Linked DNA regions of Mus musculus: all the other regions are linked to region 2. Evidence: chromatin contacts called from public promoter capture Hi-C data. All regions are on one chromosome and are shown on one strand. Each heading gives the region's core, a stretch centred on a gene start, on an enhancer-like site or on the middle of the called end of the contact. The rest is flanking DNA. Distances are from core to core; before and after follow the strand shown.

Region 1 (3,488 bases), core at 987-3,486, 1.6 Mb before region 2:
CATGACCCCAGCATCTGAACTCTGAAAAATAACTGCAAGAGCAGCACAATCTTTCCAAGGCTCTTAAACTTTAGAAAATGATTCCTTGGGAGTGTGGTTGTGTGTGTGTGTGTGTGTGTGTGTGTGTGTGTGTGTGTGTGTTGGCACTTGCACATGTATGTGCTAAAATGCATTTTTTTCTTTACTACATGCATTATAAACAGAGATCTTGGCATGCATCAGACACAACAGTAGACTCACCAGAAGCAACTTAAAATGAAGAAAAATTTTAAATTTTGCATCTGGTCATCAATATTCCAATCAGAGAGAGTTAGGAAGCTTTATGCTGAGTTCTGTTCTAAATGAGTGCATCCATCCGGTCAGCATATCTGCATTCCACATACGTTGCTTGCACCTGCCCTAAGAACTGATAGTGTAGTGTCTCTGAGTCTCAGGTCTGGGGGATCATGAAGCCTGCTCTTTCCAATGTCCTCCATGAGGTACCCAACAAGAGGGTGAGGCTCCAGCAGCCATTTTTCACAATTTTCCCATGCTTTGTGTATGATTTGATGTGTAGGCACTTTTTTTTTTTTGTGGTTTCAACTCACAGCAAAATGGTCTCCATAAGCCCTGCTCCAACCAGCCTCCACACTGAGGCAACTGATGTATAGCGTCCCTGCATTCAAGAAACATAATCCCGTGGAGAAGCTCGGAGTTACAGGGTTCCATGGAGACAATAAAGAGAGGCCAATGGTGCAGACTGCCACAAAATAACCCTTGAGAACTGAAGGCCCAGAGGAAGAGTGTGATGGTTTGAAGAAGCATGGCCTAAGCAGTGGCATTATTAGGAGGTGTGGCTTTGTTGAAGGAAGTGTGTCAGTGTGGGGGCGGGCATTGAGACCCTCCTTCCAGCTTCTTGGAGGACAGTCTGCTCCTGGCTTCCTTTGGATGATGTTGTGGAACTCTCAGCTCTTCCTGCTCCATGCCTGCCTGGATGATGCCAGACTCCCACCTTAATGATAACGGACTGAACCTCTGAAACTGTAAGCCAGTCACAATTAAATGTCCTTATTAGAGTTGTCTTGGGAGCTGAAGGGGTTTGAGCCCCATAGGAGGAACAACGATATGAACTAACCAGTACCCCCCAGAGCTCTCTGGGACTCAACCACAAACCAAAGGAAACATATGGTGGGACTCATGGCTCTAGCTGCATATGTAGCAGAGGCTAGCCTAGTCAGTCATCAATGGTAGGAGAGGCCTTTGGTCCTTTGAAGGTTCTATGCCCCAGTCTAGGGGAATGCCAGGGCCAGGAAGTGGGAGTGGGTGGGTTGGTGAGCAGGGGGAGGGGATGGGGGTTTTCTGAGGGGAAACCAGTCAAGGGGATAACATTTGAAATATAAATAAAGAAAATATCTAATAATAATAATAAAAAGAGTTGCCTTGGTCATAGTGTCTGTTCACAGCCATAAAACCCTAACTAAGACAAGGAGTCATTAAGCCACAGTGAGCAAGCAGAAAACAGCAGGTACCAAGGACCCTCAGGGACATAATTGGAGTAAAACGAAGAGAGAATGCAAAGGGAGAAAGAAGGTGCTGTTAATAATGTAAGACACAAAAAGTGAGGGCAGATCACCTTGGGTCAGTTAAGAGGCTTTGCATCATGAGAGGCAATGGAGTAATCTAAACATAGGAAGTAAGCAAAACAGATTGCAGTCTACGACCCCCCAAGATGTGTCAACTCAGGGATATGGCAATACAGAAGAGAAGCAGCAGCGGAAGGAGGCGTCCTTCAGGACACTGTGGGGGAAGGCCATGGCAGGTGACTGACGGGAAGCTCCAGTCAAGCCGAACACTTCCAGAAGGAACAGCCGGAGCACATGGGTGCTGTTCCTTGAGCAAGAGCTCCCAGAAGAGCATCGACAGAGAAAGCTGTGAAGACGACTGGACTGTAGTCTGATCCTGTTGTCTTCATGTTACCTGAGGAGACTAAGTTCTGTTAATGGTTATGGAAAACAAAACAAAACAAAACCCAACTGGCTATCCATTTCACTGTCATGGCCTCAAGCAGCTAATTGCTTAGCATTTTCATCTCATCCATTTTCACTCTGAGCATGGGTTTCACCTCTTCCAGAACCATCAGCTTAGAGATGAAAGACCACTTAGATCAAAGCATTGAATAATAGGTGACCCACTGGGAAAGCGAGCAGGTGACCTGGGGACAGACCACTCACATGACCTGAAGAACAGACCAGCAGGAGGAGCTTGGTGTCATGTCCTGACCTTATAGGTCCACAGTTCATGTTTGTTCTTTTCAACATAGATATCTAAAACCTTCCTAAGAAGACAGGGAGTTTGCACCTTTGCTTATTTTTTTTCTATGAATTTGAGACCTCGGTGCCTACCGGACGCATGGGTTCTGTGCCCAATGGCCTTGGCAGGAAGGCAGCTCAGGAATTTAGCATGAATCCTGTTGATCTTTCCATCTGTGCTCAGAACCTTTCTCCAGTTACTCTGGTTTTGTTTGGTTTGCCACTGAGAGTCCGTGTTTTTGTTTGTGACTCTACATTTATGTTTTGCCCAGATCGAATTTAGTTTCATCTCCATTCCAAAAAGAGAGACTTGTTCATTTTTTTTCTTCCATTTCCTGACCCCTCTGTTTCCAAAGCTCCCAATAAAAGCAGAAATAGTCTCGGACCACAGCCTTCAAGATACATTTGCTGGTTTCTGCTCAAGGAGGTCTCCATAAGCTCCAAGATGGTGGAAAGAGTAAAAGAGATGTCTTCTGATGTGACACACATCTCCCTTTAATTAGCAGCAAAGTGCTTGTTAATAAAATTTGTCTCAGTGAAAGATGCTTGATGCTGAATCCAACACATAGTCAACATAGTTTCTTTAAATTTAAAAACAAGTTCCTAGAGTGAGCTTTAAAAATATAGAAGGTTGGTACCATACTAATAGAGAATAAAAAGTAACCTTACAAGAATAATAACTTATCCATTCCATGAGATAAAATAACTGCATTTTCCACTATTAAAATATTAAAGACAGATATAAATTTTCTTCGAAGTCTCCAGAAAATTCATAATTAATCCCTAAAGTTATAAGAAGCCCTGGAGGTCAAAGAGAGAGACATAGGAATGGATTTCATAATCCATGAAGCACTAAGATTTTTGGAGATGTGATCTTAGGTCAGACTCCTTTGGACTATAGGATTTTTCTCAAGCAAAGCAGAATTAGAGTTGCCAAAATCTCAAACAAGCCCCTTCCAAAAAAGTGCTTGGGTTATAGCAGGACATGGGTCTGTGTGGTTTTGTAAGGCTCATTTCTATATGTCAGTAACAATATTTAGCACTCCTGTGGAGCTTGCAACACCTTAGAAGACCCTCAAAACCTTTCTGCAAACCTGAAAGTTGCTGAGGAGGGTAATGTCTCCAAATGTCCCATAGCTTGATGCCACCTACGTTGGTGAGCACAGAGAGGAAGGGGCCCCTTCCCCCAGCTGAGTGTCC
Region 2 (3,530 bases), core at 444-2,943:
GATATGAAATGCCTGCCACATACAGACCCTGTGAAGAGCTTGTCCTTAGTTAGTAGCACTGAGAGGTGATTTAATCACAAAGGCAAATACCTCATAAATGGGTTAATCCGACGATGAGGTCACAGCTGGACAAGCAATTAGGAGTTGGCAACCTACTTGAGGAGGGAGATCCCTGGATATATTCCCCTTTCTCTTTGTTGGTGGCAAGGGATTTGTTTTTACCAAGGTCTCACACCATAAAGTTCTGCCTACACAGTCCTACAGGTATAGGGCCACATGGCTGTAGCCTGAAACCTCAGAGACCATAAACCAAAATTAAACCTCATTGTGGACTTTCTAGGTAATCTGTCAGTGACAAAAAGCTATCACAATCATAAAATTTTTGTTTTTGAGGCTTTAGTTGAGTACTGGGATTAAAGGCTTGTGCCACCACTTCCTGCTCTATATAGCTTTTGTTTGGAAGAGGTTTTGTTTCATTTTGAAGATATTATATAGCTCTTACTGGCTTGGAATCAGTCTGACCCTCTAATCAGAGATCCACCTGTCTTTGTCTCCAGAGTGCCCGTCCCAACACACTTTGTAAAAATGAGCTGTGAAAATACCTTGCTTTGGTGACTAAGATGTATCCAAATTTTCAGTGCGCTCTATAGGTCCAAGGTTAAGACACTTTTCAAGAAAGTAAGCTTTAACAAAATAACAATTCCAACCCTTTGTACTGAGTCAGGAGATTTTTCTTTCTCCCTAAAGGCCATCTCAGAGGATTAAGCTGGAATAAAAAGATCATGGGAGGCCAGAGGCAGAAGGATCAATTGTTTCACGGTCGACCTCAGCTTTTGGGACTTTTAGTATGGATGGAAAAAGACCACAGCTCTCAGCCAGGCGGTGGTGGCGCACGCCTTTAATCCCAGCACTCGGGAGACAAAGACAGGCGGATTTCTGAGTTCAGGGCCAGCCTGGTCTACAAAGTGAGTTTCAGGACAGCCAGAACTATACAGAGAAACTGTCTCGAAAAAAACAAAAAAACCACAGCTCTCATCTTAAAGGGAATAAATGATGGGTTATCCTGGAGCCATTTTGATTGACCATGGTCCCGGAACACAGATTTAGGTTATTCCAAACTCCATGTAAGATGAGAGCTGTGTTTTTCTCTTCATTGACACAGGGATAGTTACTTTCTCTCCACTCTGACAAAAACCATCTCTTTAAGACGAGACTCCCCAGCGCAATGAAATCGCCCGTGTACTGTCCTCGCCATAAACCTATTTTTGGAACTAGGGATTTTCCAGATTACTGTAAACCCGGCGAAGTGAGGTCAGGGCTAGGCATGCCTTTCTAGGCTACACCCCGACACCCACGCGCGCTCGGAGCTTTCCGGAAACCCCAGGCGCTCAAACTGGGAAGCTGCCCGGTTCAGAGTCACTTTGTTACACTCCGGTGTCGCCGACCGCCGGACTGTCACCAACGCGCAGACCGTGCAGGGGTATCGGGGCCGACTCACCAGGCCAGAGTCCGGGTTATCCGGTGACTAAAGCCATTACCACCCCTGAGCCGCCAGCACCCTGCCCCGCCCTGCCCATCCGGACCCCTCCGCCCGGTGTCACCGACCGAAGCGCGGAGGAACTCGTTGGCGCGCGCGGGGAGTGGAGTGGGGTGGGGTAGGGCGTGTCGGCGTGGTGACGTCAGGGCGGAAGCGCACGCTGCGTGCGGCGGCCTGGAAGCCGGCGGTCACGGGAAGATCCGTCGCGCCGAGGACGCTGGTTAGTCTCGCTTTGGGTTCCGGCTGCGTCGGGCGTGCGTGGAGCTCGCTGGAACTATGGCGTCCGGGCCTCACCCGACCTCGACCGCTGCCGCCGCCGCCGCCGCTGCCGCCTCCGCCTCGTCCGCCGCCCCGAGCGCGGGCGGCTCCAGCTCCGGCACGACCACCACGACGACGACCACGACCGGAGGGATCCTGATCGGCGACCGCCTGTATTCGGAGGTGTCGCTCACCATCGACCACTCGCTGATCCCGGAGGAGCGGCTCTCGCCTACCCCGTCCATGCAGGACGGCCTGGACCTGCCCAGCGAGACGGATCTGCGCATCTTGGGCTGCGAGCTCATCCAGGCCGCCGGCATCCTCCTCCGGCTGCCGCAGGTGAGAACCCCGGCTGGTTGCGGGCCTCTCCGCCGCGGCCAGGTTTCTCCGGAGCCTGCGCCGGGCGGCGGCGGCGGCGGGAGCTCGGGCGGGCGAGGGTGGGGATGCGGGGGCGGGCGGCGCCGCGCGGCCCGGGCGGGGGAAGGGAAGCGAGCGGCCGCACAAAATGGCGGCGGCGCCTGGTGCGGGCCCGCCTGACCCCGGCGCTTCCGTTCTCCTCTCTCGTCTGCAGGTGGCGATGGCTACAGGGCAGGTGCTGTTCCATCGGTTCTTCTACTCCAAGTCGTTCGTCAAACACAGTTTCGAGGTAAGCGCGGCGGAGGCGGACAAGAAGGGATTTCTTCATCCGGAAGCGGGGAGGAAGGGGGTAGGAACCAGCTTTTCCAGAAAGGGAGTGGTTAGCTTAGGCCTTTGTACCTCGTTCCCACCCAGAAGGAAATGGGGCCCGTAGAGCAATGTTTCAAGAACTAGAAAATGGATCCCCAGTTCACGTGCTCTGTTAACCAAGAACTACGTTTTCAAGCCATTGCACAATTCTAGCAAGAGGTAGCTTGATTCTGACCCAAAATTAAGAGCAGTTGAGCAATAAAACGTAAGAGCTGGTCTAAAAATGTCAGCTTCGATTTTATTTCGCTAAAAAGCCCGTTGTATCCTAAAGAGGGTTCTTTGCCGGTCCTTGGTGACCCACATCCTTGGGCAGGCAGATGTACATACAGATGGAGTTCCTGGAAGCCAGGACTACACAGAGAAGCCCTATCTAAAAACAAAACAAAATAAGGGTTGTTAGACTTTGTTAAACTGTTTCTAGTTTAACTTCACTTGGATTTTTACCTGGGTTCTTTCAGATTGTTGCTATGGCCTGTATTAATCTTGCGTCAAAAATCGAAGAAGCGCCAAGAAGAATAAGAGATGTGATTAATGTATTCCACCACCTCCGCCAGTTAAGAGGAAAAAGGTAAGATTGGCCTGTTGAACATAGTATCTCTTGCTGTACTGTGCACCAATCATCCAGTCAAAACATCTTCTCCCCTCCCTCAAGTCAGTGTGGATGCAAAAGAAAGCGGACATTAGGTGCTGAAATTCACGTAGGAACATTGAAACTTTTAAAATCCCCTCCATTAACCAGCTATCTGAAGTTTGTAGAGACAGTTGCATTGTGGACAATTCTAGAGTGCTGTGAAGCCAGTCCCTTGGCTTAAGATTAAACAAGAAAGGGAGTACGGTTGGCTCAAGTGGGAGTGTATTCTGTAAGTTGTGTTTCCCCTCCCCTCTCTGGAAAACTGAAGGCTGGACATGTAAGCCCTGTAGTTCAAGTTAATGTTGTGGCAAAGTTCCGTGTAGGTCGTTTTTCTGCTTGGAGTCCCAGTTTCTTCATCAATTGAGGTTGGCTTTTGTT
Region 3 (3,764 bases), core at 1,209-3,708, 1.6 Mb before region 2:
AAAAGACTAGGTGATAGAGGTTGGAGGAAATATCTTTATTGAATAGCCCATCAGTTTCTTTTAATCACAACCCCTTGTTTATTTATAAAAAGAAAGTCACTGCTGGATTTATTCTTTGTCAAGATTCTATCTTCTTTTCAATTTGTTGTCACAATTCTTTTTAACTTGCTAGCAACAGCAACAATGATAGCAATTTCAAATAGCCATTACTTTCACCTCGGCACATACATGTAGATATGAGCACACTCGAACCTCACAATCACCCAGTAGGGCAGGAGGTGCCACCCAAGCACAAGTGGGGGAGATTCAGCTCAACCTAAGTATCTGGGCTCCAAGCAGGGGCTCCAGGCTCTGGATAACCTGGGGGTGCTATCTCAGGTCAAAAGACCAACATTGTAAGCCCACTCACTTCCATGATCCAAAAGCAACCACTGTTTCTGGTTGGTTCTTCCAGAGGTATTCGGTACATTCATAACTATGTAGCAGGCACTGGGAAGTCTTGACAGGCGATATGGCTAGGGACACTTTTGAATTCAAAGTGAATTGTGAACGTCAAAAAAGAATCTGCATGTACATGTTAACAGCTTAGTACATGCACACTGTGAACCAGTTTACTTGTCCCGAGTTCAGCCCTAGACAAATGGAGGGTTGACTCCAGAAGACACCAACTACACTGCATATTCCAGGAAAGTTCCTGAGCCTAGATGTTTACAGAATGAGAGAAGCTTTCAGGGAAGATGATGGGGGGGGGGGGGGGGGCAGGCATCTCTAATCTCAAAGATGTGACTGTCCCTGTGAGCAGAGGGGCATGGCAGCTCCAGGATAATTGTCTGCCTTGTTCTCCTCCTCCTGGCTCGGTGAGATGGAAGGCAGCTTTTCCTAAGGATGTCTATCCACTGCCTTCTCTGGTTGCCTGCCTTTCTATACAAAGTGCAACATAATATTCAACCCATCTCTGCTCATTGGCATTTGTGGCAGGAGTGGGAACAGGTATCCTGGCCTCTTATGTACACTAGGAAGCACATGTTTTCTGACAGCTGATGTCCACTTTGCTTCCTAAGTGACCATATGGGTACTGACCATGGTTAGTCCAGGGGCAGGGTGAGAGAGGGAAAGAAAATGGAAACAAAGGATATGTGGGCCTTTTTGAAATACTCCACCTACCCCAATGATTCTGCTGTCCCCTCTTGATATGACTGCCAGCCCTGACCTGGGTTAAGTCACCATCTTAAGGCTTCTGGCTCCCTCCTCAATTTTCTGCAGAGCATGCTATTGCAAACAGCACAGGACACGTTCCCTTGGCTCATCGACTGTAGGTGTGCTCCAGATGTTTATCTGGTTGCTCATCCTCATCTCCCCATGACCCAGGTGTTTCGTAAATCTGCAGAAGGAAAGACAGTCCACAGATGGGCAACAGGGGGGAGTATCGTTTAGACAGTTTCTCTTTGTCCACAGGCCTATGGCTTGGTGATCATAGGATGGCTCCTTCCAGAATCCCGTCTTTGAGCACTGGAGTCTAAGGCAGATGGCAGGCAGTAGGCTGCAGGCTGGGATGGCAGGAAAGATACCCAGCCAACTGCTCCCTTTGTTCCACAGGTGTCTCCCAGCTTCACAAGCAGTAGTTAACAAATGGGTCTCAATCATTCTTTGGTCCTTCAGGATAGCGACTGCTGCTGATGAGGTGGGCTAGACCCCTGGGTATCTCCGGTTGTTCTGTCTCTCTTACATTTCATTTCATTTATTATTTAATTTGTTATGTTGTACGTAGGTAGGTGGGTGGGTGGTGGTCGTAGGACAACTTGCTTGAGTATGTTCTCTCTGTTCACTACATTGGTCCTGGCAAGACTCCAGTCATCGGGCTTGGTGGCTAGCACCTTTACTCACTGAGCCACCTCACAGGTCCCTAAAGGGCTTTCTCTTACCTGTGGTTTAGAAAATAGTAGCCACCTCTTGCCTTCAGTGACGCGTTGATTCCACACCTCACGCCACTGGAATCTGGCTTCAACCCAAGGCCCCTCTCCAGTATTAATTAATTTACTTGATTCTCAAAACCTCTGTCCGGTCGCCCACCGCCCCTCCTCCCTACCTGGCCTGCAGGTGCTCACTACCTGCTCCCGCCCTCTGCACACTTTCCCTGTTTCCAGCTGCCTCTTCTCAAATTCCCCATCAAGGCCAAGGCCACTGGTCCCTGTCACCACCCGTCTCCTCTTTCACCTCAACTAACCTTTGGAGTGGGTTCTAAGACCTGAGGGTTGTGAAATTGCAGCAGCCGCAGGCGACAAGCTAAGTTCCCAGAGTTGGAGTCGGAGTGTGCCCTCAAGGAGGCGCCCCACTGTCCCATGTCCCCTCTCACCGCGTCATGGGGACATGGGACATGACCCGCTCTCCCGGAGGCGCCTTCTGGTCCTTCTGCTTGGACAGGGAGGCGAGGAAGGGCGGCGACCCGGGGGCGGAGGGGAGTGGCCGCCGTGGCCTATTTCCGTGAGCACTGCGAACCGGGTCCAGGGAGCTCAGCGCCAGCTTTCCCCATCCACGCAGCCCCGTGGGCCCCTGCCGCCCGTGTCCATGCAGCCCCGTCAACCCCCGATGCCAGCGCTGTTGCTGAGCCTCTGGCTGCTGCCGAGCCTCGCACTGGCCGCTGCTGTCACTGAGCCCGCGGACCTGGAATACACCGAAGTCCCCCGGCAGCCCGCGGCCGTGGGGCTGCCACGCGGGATCCTGCAGCTGGCGGCGCGCGCTGCGCTGCACTTCTTCAACTTCCGCGCGGGCTCGCCCAGCGCGCTACGGGTGCTGGCCACCGTGCAGGAGGGCCGCGCGTGGGTGAGTGAGCCGCGACGCGGCGGGACACGCTCGGGGACCGCAGCGTTCCCAGCCTGAGCTTGTGTCGCGCGAGAGGCGCGGAGCCCTCCAACGCTGCCTCTGCCTTTCCGGTATTTCTGAGGCCAGAAATACTTAGCGTGTTTGAGAACCTAAGAAAAAAGGTCCCATGAATAACAGCCCCTGGTCGGGGTACCCAGTGTGGGTGTTGGCATGCGCACTGTGTACCCAGTCTACTCATGGCTTAGACTCTATGGCTCCTACCAAAGTAGGGGAGGTGTGTGTGTACAAAAGCTAAGCCAGCTCTCTACATCGCAGACACGTTTCTAGAGTTTCGTTGTTCATGGCAGGCCACCAGTGCAAGGCTTCGGGATAAAGTGGTAAAGGTTACTCAGGGGTCTGACCAGGGACCATTCAGTTCTGGTATCTTCTTAATCTAACTAGGGAGTGACAGGGCCGCCGTCTTCTGCATAACTGAAAGGGCGATCGAAACTTTTCAGCTCCTAGATCGCTTGCTGATTTCCGGACAGTGGCTGTAGATGTGTTGCTCTCTTCATTAAACAGATTTTTAAAGTTACACAACTGCGGAATCCCGAGGCAATGAGGCTCCCGGGGTGTTCCACAAAGCCACAGATCCGCAGCCTTGCATCTTCTGTAGAGTGGAGCATAAGATTTAAATTGGTGTGATGATAAAGACCATCCTCCGTGTAGCATCAGATGATGTGAATCACCTTCGTAACTCTCAGCCTTATTTCCTTATTTCTAGAAAAAGGCAAACTACTGTGAGTGTTAAATAAACAGCAACAGCAAAACAATCTTTACTGTCTCAGGGACAGTCTCTACTCCAGGCTCCATCCAGCCTTTACTAGTTCACCGGAGAAATGAAGTCACAACTTAAGATCTTGTCCTCTTCTTTGAGGAAAGAGGAGCCCTGATGACAACCTCCC

The links. Promoter capture Hi-C pulls out the DNA fragments that hold promoters and counts their contacts.
Region 1: a promoter capture Hi-C map of liver shows a contact between it and region 2, with 5 times the contacts expected there. The contact joins the enhancer-like site here to the promoter of Ccnl1 in region 2. A contact is called at or near these places in 3 of 39 promoter capture datasets (liver and pre-B cells), 2 of 115 datasets of contacts at active chromatin or transcription factors (large pre-B cells and microglia) and 1 of 9 other capture datasets (liver).
Region 3: a promoter capture Hi-C map of liver shows a contact between it and region 2, with 4 times the contacts expected there. The contact joins the promoter of Rarres1 here to the promoter of Ccnl1 in region 2. A contact is called at or near these places in 3 of 39 promoter capture datasets (liver and pre-B cells), 1 of 115 datasets of contacts at active chromatin or transcription factors (large pre-B cells) and 1 of 9 other capture datasets (liver).

The regions. Positions count from the first base shown.
Region 1 is chr3:67,546,324-67,549,811 of GRCm38.p6, reverse strand. All of the region lies in intron 2 of Gm35299 (a long non-coding RNA gene), which reads left to right. Among named protein-coding and RNA genes, the nearest start is that of Gm35299, 5.4 kb to the left of the region's middle. Within about 2 kb of position 2,236, at least 2 of the 459 cell types and tissues checked have an H3K27ac peak or open chromatin away from gene starts, as enhancers often do. A contact at or near this core is called in liver, where this site is marked.
Region 2 is chr3:65,956,412-65,959,941 of GRCm38.p6, reverse strand. Ccnl1 (cyclin L1) reads left to right here and starts at 1,693. Exons shown (of 11, transcript NM_019937.4): 1 at 1,693-2,134; 2 at 2,367-2,441; 3 at 2,980-3,089. The coding sequence starts at 1,814.
Region 3 is chr3:67,514,217-67,517,980 of GRCm38.p6, reverse strand. It overlaps Rarres1 (retinoic acid receptor responder (tazarotene induced) 1), which reads left to right and starts at 2,458. Exons shown (of 6, transcript NM_001164763.1): 1 at 2,458-2,820. The coding sequence starts at 2,566. Gm40067 (a long non-coding RNA gene) reads right to left here and starts at 2,732. Exons shown (of 3, transcript XR_001783859.2): 1 at 2,225-2,732.